Regions from separate parts of the Mus musculus genome. Here all the other regions are linked to region 1. Evidence: chromatin contacts called from public HiChIP or PLAC-seq data. All regions are on one chromosome and are shown on one strand. The core of a region is the stretch at or near the end of the contact, and the rest is flanking DNA. Distances in the headings are between cores, read along the strand shown.

Evidence for each region. HiChIP or PLAC-seq counts read pairs in DNA pulled down with a chosen protein or histone mark.
Region 2: a contact with region 1 is called in an H3K4me3 HiChIP or PLAC-seq map of embryonic basal ganglia, with 4 times the contacts expected there. The contact joins two enhancer-like sites. A contact is called at or near these places in 8 of 39 promoter capture datasets (the C10 cell line, the HPC-7 cell line, cranial neural crest and 5 more), 1 of 484 Hi-C or Micro-C datasets (bone marrow-derived macrophages), 13 of 115 datasets of contacts at active chromatin or transcription factors (astrocytes, bone marrow-derived macrophages, craniofacial prominence and 10 more) and 1 of 9 other capture datasets (embryonic stem cells).
Region 3: an H3K4me3 HiChIP or PLAC-seq map of embryonic basal ganglia shows a contact between it and region 1, with 2.8 times the contacts expected there. The contact joins two enhancer-like sites. A contact is called at or near these places in 5 of 39 promoter capture datasets (cranial neural crest, frontonasal cranial neural crest, liver and 2 more) and 2 of 115 datasets of contacts at active chromatin or transcription factors (embryonic basal ganglia and neural tube).

What each region holds. Positions count from the first base shown.
Region 1 is chr12:12,902,822-12,906,298 of GRCm38.p6, forward strand. No RefSeq gene overlaps it. Among named protein-coding and RNA genes, the nearest start is that of Gm40271, 4.9 kb to the right of the region's middle. Within about 2 kb of position 1,965, at least 141 of the 459 cell types and tissues checked have an H3K27ac peak or open chromatin away from gene starts, as enhancers often do. A contact at or near this core is called in embryonic basal ganglia, where this site is marked.
Region 2 is chr12:12,431,003-12,434,479 of GRCm38.p6, forward strand. All of the region lies in intron 1 of Gm34489 (a long non-coding RNA gene), which reads left to right. Among named protein-coding and RNA genes, the nearest start is that of Gm34489, 12 kb to the left of the region's middle. Within about 2 kb of position 1,784, at least 6 of the 459 cell types and tissues checked have an H3K27ac peak or open chromatin away from gene starts, as enhancers often do. A contact at or near this core is called in embryonic basal ganglia, where this site is marked.
Region 3 is chr12:12,589,530-12,593,006 of GRCm38.p6, forward strand. No RefSeq gene overlaps it. Among named protein-coding and RNA genes, the nearest start is that of Gm34637, 79 kb to the right of the region's middle. Within about 2 kb of position 1,607, at least 59 of the 459 cell types and tissues checked have an H3K27ac peak or open chromatin away from gene starts, as enhancers often do. A contact at or near this core is called in embryonic basal ganglia, where this site is marked.

The DNA.
Region 1 (3,477 bases), core at 715-3,214:
CATGAGAACGATTCTGAGCAGCCCCATTTCAAAGGGATACCCAGCCATTTTATGAGGCAAGATGGCCCAGGAAGGAGAGGCAGGTTCTTTAGCTGTGTGGTCTTGGGTAAGTCACTTAAATTCTCTAAGCCACACTTCCCAATATGCAAAATATGGTCATTTTCTGTCATATGGAATCCTGAGGGCATTTTTTAAATGTCTGGTATAGATGGCACTTTATCCTAAGCCTAGCAGGTCTCAGACACTTAGTAAATGCTTGCAACAGGTGCCACTACCCAAGGACCTCATTGATTCTTTCCTCGAATGCCCCTCCCTAGATCACATAGGCCACACATCTTAAAGTTTGAAGGGAAGCTGAGATTCAATCAGGGGCAGAATATGGCCGGAAATAGGCTTAAATGTGGACAGAGTGGCTGACCTTGGCATGGTGGGACACTCAGTGAGTACCACCAGTGCTTTCAAGATATATCAATGTGACCTAATTGTTGCTTGCTCTCAGGTTTATAACCAACCCAAATTTCTTTCTTTTTTTTTTTTTTTTTTTTTTTTTTTCCGAGACAGGGTTCATGGTTTCTCTGTGTAGCCCTGGCTGTCCTGGATCTCACGCTGTAGACCAGGCTGACCTCGAACACAGAAATCCGCCTGCCTCTGCCTCCCAAATGCTGGGATTAAAAGGCGTGCGCCACCACTGCCTGGCGCCAACTGAAATTTCTAAGGAAAAACATTTCACAAGGTCAGGTACTATGAAGCTTCACTGTGCACACACAGTAGAGGGTCATAGGCTCTCAGGAAGCTACAGATCTACTGCTGGGACAAACAGGTCCCAGAAGTCCCCAAGGGTCCCAGGCTGGCAGAATCATCAGGAGGGATGACGGAAGTTAGCCTATGGTTCCAAGACTCTGATACCAGGATCTGGGAACTAGACCTCAGTAAGAGGCTGTGGGGACATTCCCAAGAAGGACTGTCGTTAGCCTCCTAAAGGGGGTCCATCTTTCTCTCTTATATGCATAGACACAGATGGAGACATAAGTAGATATACACACAGGGAGAAACACACACACACAAGCACACTGACACATACACACATACAAAGATACACACAGGAACATGGACACACACAGATGGAGGGAGACACACAGAACTAGTGACATTTACACAGATGGGAGACTGACACCCACCAGAACACCAAACCACAAACGGAGACACACACAATCACAGACGTACATATGGACATACAGACACAGAGAACAGAGGCCTTCACGGAAAAAAAAAAAAAACAAAAACTGATGGGGAGAGAAGGAGAGGCTGAGAAGAAGGAAGGAAGGAGGAGAAAGAGAAGCAGAGGGAAAGAATGCAGAGCTCAAAAGGGCCACACAGGAGAGCCCACCCAGGCCTCTGAGGGCAGATGGGGTGTAGACACAACCCTGCCCTCCCTCTGCCTGTTATTTCAAAGGACTACATCCTTCAGGTCCCTCCCACTTGGCAGCTCCTAATTTAAGCCTGTGAAGGTGTTAGATTGGATAATTCCACTATGGGGACCAGAGGAGACTGCCAGGGGTAAAATGACCAGGTGGAATACACTAGGACTAGGGCACATTGAGAAGAGTATTAAACAGCATGGCAGGAAGGGGGAAAGAGACTTCGGAGAGGGCTTCTCTGGGGCCCCTGAACAAGTGCCTGCAACCCTGCCTGGAGGCTGGGAGCGCTGGCAGACCTAGGCGGCGGCGGCGGCAGCAGCAGCCGCTGGCCAGCCTGGTTTCCCTCAGCTACAGACAGCCTGGCTCCAGGCCCACCTCCCGGTGCCCTGGGCCTGACATCTTCTGGGCAGAGCCACGGTGCCCCAGGAGCCATGTGGATGGTGTTAGTAAACACGCTTTCTTGCGCCCAGCCTGGCAAGGCCTGTGGGCAGCGGGAGGGCGTAGAGCTGGCAGCTCCCACGGCTGGGCAGGAGGACGGGAGGGTGGACCGGCGGGCAGACGGGCGGGCAGGCCGCCCTGCACAGCCAAGCCAAGGCCCAGAATGGAGCAGCTGCTCCTGTCACCATGGAGACGGAACTGAACAATGAGCAGCCAGAGATGCAGCATGGCTGCCTGGCACCGCGGCCACACTCCCGCCAGGCCCTCACACCTACACACAGGAGCTCATGCACTCACCCTCATGTGCGCCTGCATGCATGGACGTACGTGCACATATGCGCACACACGCATGCAGAGTTCCAGGAAGGAGAAAGAAATAGAGAAACCGGGTAAGGACAGTAGAATCTATAGAAAAGGAAGGAGAATGTGAGATGAGGTTCACAGCCTTACAGTTGCAAAGTTGAGCAGAAAAAAAAAAAAAAATCTCACCCTTTGATTCTGGCTAAAAATACCTTAAAAAAAAAAAAGGCAGCTTTGCAGAGGGTCATGTGGTGCCCTGGATTCTTGTGTAACAGGAGAGCTGAAGGGGTTCTAATTAGCAAAAGGCATCTTGAGTCCCATCCCCTTCCCCCTTGACGCGGGTTGCTGAGAGACCCTCACAAAGCTGTTAGTCCCCAGGAAATGAGGATACATTGTTAAAAATGAGCCTAAATCCCAGGTGATTCCTCTCTCCAAGACAATGCAGAGAGGAGGCTGGCTGGCTCAGCCACGGGCTGGAGAGGAGTCGGAGAAAGGCCCCCGTCCAAGTCCTTTAAGAAAAAGTAACCAGTGGCATCCGGGCAGGGAAGGTGGGTGGGCATCAGCTTGTAGTGCACAGGGGCACCTTCTGGGCAAGTTCCCCTTCTGTGAACTGGTGAACTCTTAGCCCCAGCAGCTCCTAGATCCCCAGATATTACCTGCTCCTGCCACTCAGAGGAGCATACAGAAGTTTATGAACACTGAGGAAACAGACAGGATTACCATGAGTTCAAGCCAGGTGTTGGTTACAAAGTGAGACCTTGTCTCAAAAAGCACAAAAGAAGGCAAAGAAAGAAAAGAAAGGGGGAGGGGGTTGGAAAGAAGGGAGGAGGCAGGAAAAAGGGAGGGGAAGGAAGAGGAGAGGAGAGGAGAAGGAAGAGGAAAGGGGAGGGGAGGCCAGCCGATATAGGTATAGACAGACATCTCCCTAACTATCCCTTCCAGCCTGGTATCTGGAAACTCAGTCTGCTCTTCTCAGCATCTCTGTCCAGGGGCTGACAGACGCTGTATTTCAGCATTATCTTAAGCTTCCAACAGGCTACTTATTTTTTCCTGGCTTCACCTATTTCTCTTCTTCCTTCTGGGCAGGTGAATGCTGTGTGAAGATAGCTATCCTGGAGGCCTGCTGGATTCCTTTAGTGGAAAATAGGAAGACTTACCAGTTGACCTGGCGCTACTGTCTACACCGACTTCCAGTTCAGAAAAAGCAAATTCTCAGAAGACTCTCAGGAAGTAGTGTTAGACCCATGACATTGACCGCCATGTAGTTCAGGGGCCCAGAGCCGAGGTGAGAAAGTGAGGATGTAAGAACTTAAAGGTATTT
Region 2 (3,477 bases), core at 534-3,033, 470 kb before region 1:
CATTTGGGTTCTGTTGGGTACTGCAAAAGCAGACCAGAGATTCAAAAAACCCAAACCATTATGTCTGTAGACTCTGAACTGCACTCCCAGAGGGGCATTCTACCCTCTGAAAACTCTCCTCATCCTTCAATAAATAGCACAAGTGTTATTAAACTGTGCTTTTGGAAATATTTGTACCTCCTAGTTAGTGAGGCTAAAGTAGTATACAAACTCACTGAAGTCCCGTAACTCTATGAACCTTCCATTTATTGGGGAGTCAAGGGACGTCTGTGAGTTTGTATAGTACAATACTTATGTATGTTCATGCGTACATTTGTAACATGCATACACATTGTTACCTTGATTAGAATGTGAGAGCTTTGGTAAACTCCCTGAAGATCAAGAAATACAGAAGTAAAATCAAAACAAGGAGAAAGAAGGGGACAGTGACTTGTAGTTTATGCGAAGCAGCGGAGAAAAGTATGCAAGAGGAGATCACACCTGGAGAGACAGAGTCCTAGTCATAGTGAGGGAATGGTCCTTGCAGGGAGCGGGGAGAAGAGCAGCCATAGCAAGATACAAAGAGCCGTGGGTGGGGGGAGGGGTTCCTGGAGTCTTTCAAGAACAATGAGGATGCCTGAGTCGTTGGAGCAGAATGGATGGGTGGATGGATGGACGCATGGATAGATAAATGAATAGATGGATGGATGAGGAGAAACAAGCAGGAGAGTGTGGGGTGGTGAAGTGGACCATATCAGGAAGAAGCACAAGCTATAATGGGAGAGGAGAAAGATCTCTGTGTATCAAGGAGCAAAGCTTCCATATACTGCATAGTGCCGTATAGCATGGTTTAATATTTTCTAGATATTAATATATTCTACTACTGACTGGACAATGACTGTGGACATCTAAGTTGTAGAGATGATAAAGTGAAGGCCAGATGGCCATGGCTTTGCAGCTCTCCTGGCTCAGTCCCATGTAGACATGGCCAGTGTTGCTTAGACACATCCCAAGGACAGAGAGAATGTGCACTCAGATGCACCCACATCATCCTTTAGTGAACATCTGTGACAGGGGCTTAGCCATCTTCCTAGAGTCTTCAGGTTTTTTGACAGGCTGCAGAAGCAGCTGCTGTCCCAGGCATTCTAAAAACACCCAGCTTGTTGCTTCTGTGGATGTTGTTCACCTTCAGACTGGGTGTATCTCATCTGTGCCATGAGGCTGACTTGGCCTGTGCTCACCTGCACTGAGTTCTTTGTCTCCAGTCTCATGAGGCAAAACTGCAGAGATGATGTGAGCCAGCAATAAACAGCCCCCTTGGTGGGATGCTGCCATGCATCTTGCTTTATGATGGATGAAATCTCATCTTTCTCCAAGTTCTGAAGACATTCTTCTCCTAATGATCAGCTGTCACTCTGTCTTTGTGAGGTAGGTAATGGAATTATTTTTAAAGCTTTCACTTAACAGTTTTGCTTTTTGTAAAAAGACCCGCCTGAGAAATGTAAGCGACTTTAGATAGGGAAATGACAACCGTCACTGACATTAAGAGTCTTTCCTACCTGTCCTGTTAAGCATATAAAATATAAATTCCTCTTGCTTGTGACAGCCATTTCAATTCTCCCTGTATGTTACAGAGAACACAGCTAGTAATCACAACTGGGAAGTATGTAGAGCTAGGTTGAGGCTATGTTTAAAGCTTTTTAGCTGTGCTGTTTAAGAAAAACTGCTGCCTCTGGAGGCTAAAGGATCCTTGTTACTGGAGATGATCAAGAGGAGACCATTAGGCAGAATGTAATAGACAGAGTATGTCAGTCAGGGAACTGTACAAGCTGTCTTCAAAAAGCACTTCCTGCTCTAAGATTGTCTCCCATTAGCATAATCTTCCCTTAATCTGAATTTTCTGTTACACGAGACAGATCACAAGATTGTCAATGCCATTTTAATTGCTATGTGCCTTTGCCAATAAGATAAGGCCCATCAGAGTCTGACTGAAGCCAAGCAAATGGATTTGAAGTGGCACATAGGGATTTACTGGGACCTACCACCCACAAGGAGAAGGGGAGGAGAGCCAGTCCCCTCCATGGATGCTTTGTATACCTGTATACCTGTGCGTGTGTGTGACACCTGACTTCACCTATGCTCAACTGCATTGAGTTCTTTGTCTTTGTTTTATCTCAATGATTTATATTTAGAAATGATTTTTGGAACCACAAACTAGTGTTTTAGTCAAATGTGCTACTATTTTGTATTTAAGTAACATAACCCATGCTTACACGTAAGTTTCTTCATGATAAACTGATTAGAGACCGGAACGCAATGAGTTAGGGCTTATCCAAAACTCAAACATTGAAGGTCTAGCCTCCATGGCATTGTGTTTTGAGATGCGGTCTTTAAGGGAAAAGTAGGTAAAATACGTTTATATGAGCCCAACTCTAACCCTGTAGGCTGTTGCTTTAGAAGAAAAAAAAATAGTCTCTGGTTTTTTTTTTTTTTCTTTCCCCCTTCTCCCACTCCTGTCAATGAAATCAGACTGACAAGGTATCTTTAACCTAGGACATGGACCTTCTCCAGGAACCAAATCTGTTGATTCTTTGATCTTGAACTTTTCAGCCTGGAGACTGAGAGATATATTTCTGTTAGATACTCAGCCTGTGGTATTTGGCTATGGCAACCAGATGACACAGCCAGAAAAACCTGAAAAAACACCAAACACGCTAGATAATCCTTTCAAAAATGTACAGCATTTTAAAACATGACTGAGGGCTTTCAGGGGTTATGATGTAGACCTGAACATGCATAGATCTCCCTTCTCTTTCCTGACTTCTATTAGCATAATGGAAACATAAATGTAATTTTAAAAATAATATAGAAAACCCAAGTAGGTGCAACAGAACACTGGAGATTTCTGCAGAGAAGCAGATGGATTCTAGACACCGGGTAACTGGAGTGAAGTCAATGTCCGACCAAAACAGAGGAAAAAGCAGTGCAGGAGAGGGTGCTGTTGGAATCATCAGAGGGCTCTAAACAGACTTCAGACTTGAAGTCTAGGTAGAAAGCCAAAGATGGAGGAATGATTGATATCAGTTACTTACGGAGACGTCTCTTAATGAACCATCTGACTTACTCAACTACCCTTCCCTAGAGACAGCACTTGGGATTATTTGCCTCTATCCAAAGAATATCCCATAATATAACTCTAGGAAACTGGAAGTTTGCAAGGATAAGTTAGATAGCTTAATTATGAAATTCAAAAATTGCTAGGATAACACAGTTTCTGAGTGTTAGACCTGGCTGTCAAGTGAAAACAATCCTTTCACAGGCTGGAGGAGAAAGGAAGGTGAGGTGAAGAAGACTCGCCCCATTCAGTTAAAAAGATGAATGCAAAGTATGTAAGACACAAGTGGGAACTTCATCCAGGAAGCAAAACAAAGAAAGAAACAATAAATGAAAAGAACAGTTAAAGATAAGGGAGAAAAAAAATGTTACTTATGCAAGAAC
Region 3 (3,477 bases), core at 357-2,856, 310 kb before region 1:
AGCAGGACTGTGGATCTTCCTTCCGAGAAGAAAGGATTGGACAGGGTCATAGACCCGTATCTGAGAATCTAGGCAGTCTCTCTTGCACCCAGTGATAACTGAGTATAATTTTGCCCCTTGTGCATGTAGTCTTAGTGGATACTGCAGTATATGGAGTTTGGGTTAACTGCCAGGGACATTCCACTTATATAGCTATGAAGAAGGTTTCACCCATACTGGGGTGAGATGTTTTAGTGGCACAGCTGTTAAGTCATCTCTCACTCATGCTCCATAAGTAACTCATTGGTTTTTCCAATGTGGACTTTGGTGGAACAGTTATGTTGGCCGGTGGTTGGTGCCCAATCTGGGGCGACTATACATTTATTCATTTCTCCCCAAGAAGAGTTCACGTAATACCGATTCATGTCTGCTCATAACTGGAGTATATGTTGAAACCCTGTCTTGAAGGAAGGGAAGAGACTTGATGCCTGCTTCACATAGCTCAACAGTCCAGGGAGTGGCCAAATGGTACAGGGGTTCAGAAAAACCACAGCCTTGGGGTGAAGGTATCAGATACTGGTCCACTGACAAGACGAGACCTTGGATGGGGCAGCTGACCTCCCCAAAGCTGTGGCTGTGCATCTTAGGAATAGGATGAGGATGGTCTTTGCATTTTAGGGTGGATGTTAAGGGTTACAGAAGATGACACGTATGTATATCAGCACCAAGTAATCTCTCATTCTTCAGAAAAGTGGCCAGAGCTAAAGGAGTAGGCTGTGTATCCAGAAGGAAGAGTTTACTGCCCTTTAAGCATTGACAGACAGGAGCATGGAGACTAACCTGTGATTCCTCACACTTCTACAAGTTTGGAGATAGGACTAGTAGCATGAAGAAGTTAACTGGGTCACACTGAGTACAGTATACGAACTGTAAGCACCGTCTAAGCCATGGTCATAATAGCAGGTTTTGTCTGAGCATCATAGCAATGGCCCCTGTACTGAGAGCCCTGGAAGGTCTTCCCATTGCCTTGCATTTACTGAATGGCTGTTGTGTGTTAGACATATCACACAATTTTGTACAGCATGGTCATTGTCATGTGAAGTGATGACATTGTCTCCATCATATTTGCTAGGTAAGAAATCCACAAATCTCATTCGCCCCCCAGCCTCAAAGCTATAATCTAGACCTTGACCTACCAGCCAAAGTCCAGGCTTCCTCCCATTGACCCCTCTGTCTTCATCCTGTTGTAAACAGATCCTGCAGAAGTGTAGGAACACTCAGCATGCTCCCTTGCATTCTGTACAGATGTTTTCACGGCCTTTTCTTTTCTTTGGGAGACAGATATTGCCGCCCCAGTCATACAAGAGGGACCAGAGAATGAAACATTGTAAGCAATTTGCTGGAGGTCACAAAAGCTTCAGTATCTGTCTCACCACCTTCCCCTCAAAAAGTACAGAGAGTAACATGCAACTGCCTCTTTCCAAAACGAAGGCGCTTTATGAGTCATATCCTGAACTCCCATTCAGAATTTGGAAAGCCCCTCACGAGGAGCAAGATGTGTGCCCCCAACCACTAGGAGATGTACACACAGCCCCTACCTTTGGGGCTGGCAGCATCCGATGCTGCTTTAATTAGATCGCCATGGTAACAAGCTGCAGGAGAACAATAGACAGTTGTGTACTTGGGAGAATCATCAGCCTCAGACAAGGCCCTGCTAACTGTAATTATGCTGGAGTGGAAGCCAGTCTTTGCTTCTGGGGAGAATAAATCGCCATCCTTGCTCGCCTCGCTACCTTCTGATGGTATTGGAACATCAGGGCTCAGGACTCCAAGTGGGTTTATTGTCTGCATTCATATTGTGAAAGCTTCAACTGCATGTGCAAATGAAAATCTTTCCATTCTGGGCTCTGGACTGTATATTCCCAAAGGAGAGCCATGAGCAAAGTGGAAAGGAAAGAAAGAAAGAAAGAAAGAAAGAAAGGAGGGAGGGAGGGAGGGAGGGAGGGAGGGAGGGAGGGAGGGAGGGAGGGAAGGAAGGAAGGAAGGAAGGAAGGAAGGAAGGAAGAAGGGAGGGAGGGAGGGAGGGAGGGAGGGAGGGAGGGAGGGAGGGAGGGAGGGAAGGAAGGAAGGAAGGAAGGAAGGAAGGAAGGAAGGAAGGAAGGAAGGAAGGAAGGAAGGAAGGAAGGAAGAACAGCCCCACAGGTAATATTTATTGAGTATGCAAGGGCCAGATGTTTTCTGCAATTCTTCTCCTGCTTCAAGCATCACCGTGGGCATCATGAACCTTTTATTAGATTCAACTGAGGGTGGTGCTTTGTGCTGTGAGTCACTAAAGAGCCAGAGGACAGTATGACCCCTATACATTCGGAGTCCCTAGTGTCCCTGAGCAGAACTGCTCCTCAAGGATAAAAGGAATCAAGGCATTAGCTGTATTTCTGAGGCAGCCAAAATTCTGAGTCTTTCCTGGGATGAAATGCGATAGTTTTCTTTTAGTCGGGTTCGTTTTGCTAGTCTGATAAGAGACAGTTTACTGTGGTCATCAGAGCCATTGAGACTCATAAATAACAGAAAGATCATTTAAAAATAAATTACCAACCGAAAGCTGGGGAAATGCATCCTTGGATTCTTGCCCTCCAGGCTTGCCATAAATTTGTTGTCTTTTCAGCCCTGCAGTGACCAGGGTCGTAGGCCATAAAGATCTTCCAAAGAGAAATGCCCCAGCAACATGGGGCATGCAGGAGTTATCAGAAAGGCATTTGAGTCTCTACTGTCAGCCTGGCTGAAGGTGCAGGCTTCAAGCTGGGGAATCAGGACATGCAGGGCCCACACTCAGAGCATCCAGCTTCAGTTTCAGGGCAAACACTCTGGTACCCTATTTAATTTGCCAAAAGGACAATCATTTCTATTCTGCAACACCAAGCCCGATTCGCTTAAATGGAAAATGAGTTTGTCTTGGATTTGATTTTTTTTTTCCTAAACAGTTCTGTTATATAGCAAGAAATGGGAGAGAGGGGAGAGAGAATATCTGTATGGCAGTGTCTGCCAGGGTTGCAGGTCAGTGAGGCAAGTAGAGGTAATGGCCAGTCATCAGGATCTGCCTCCCAAAGGCAGTCTTACACTGTGCATGAGATTGTGCGCATTATGGTGGCCTCACGAACTGCTGGACAAGTGATAAGGCCAGTATAGGGCCATCTCATCTGCTGCCTCACTGGGTTCAGAGGTCTTAGTGAACAAGTAGCCTCCAGACTTGCAGTACCGACCAAAGCAATGGAGTGGCTGCCTTGGTGAATGAGAAGAAGCCAATTCTGAGAAGTGGCCAGCCACCTCCAGATGATCAACATATACTTCTCAGGCGACAGAAATTCTGAGAACCCAGCTCCCCGAACAACCCAGTAATTCAAGTCAGTGGCAAACACTGCAAGTGTATTTATTGTAGGCACTAGGGGATTCATACCCCTCTAGAGAATACGAGGGACGGCCTTTTCCCTGTGGGACAAA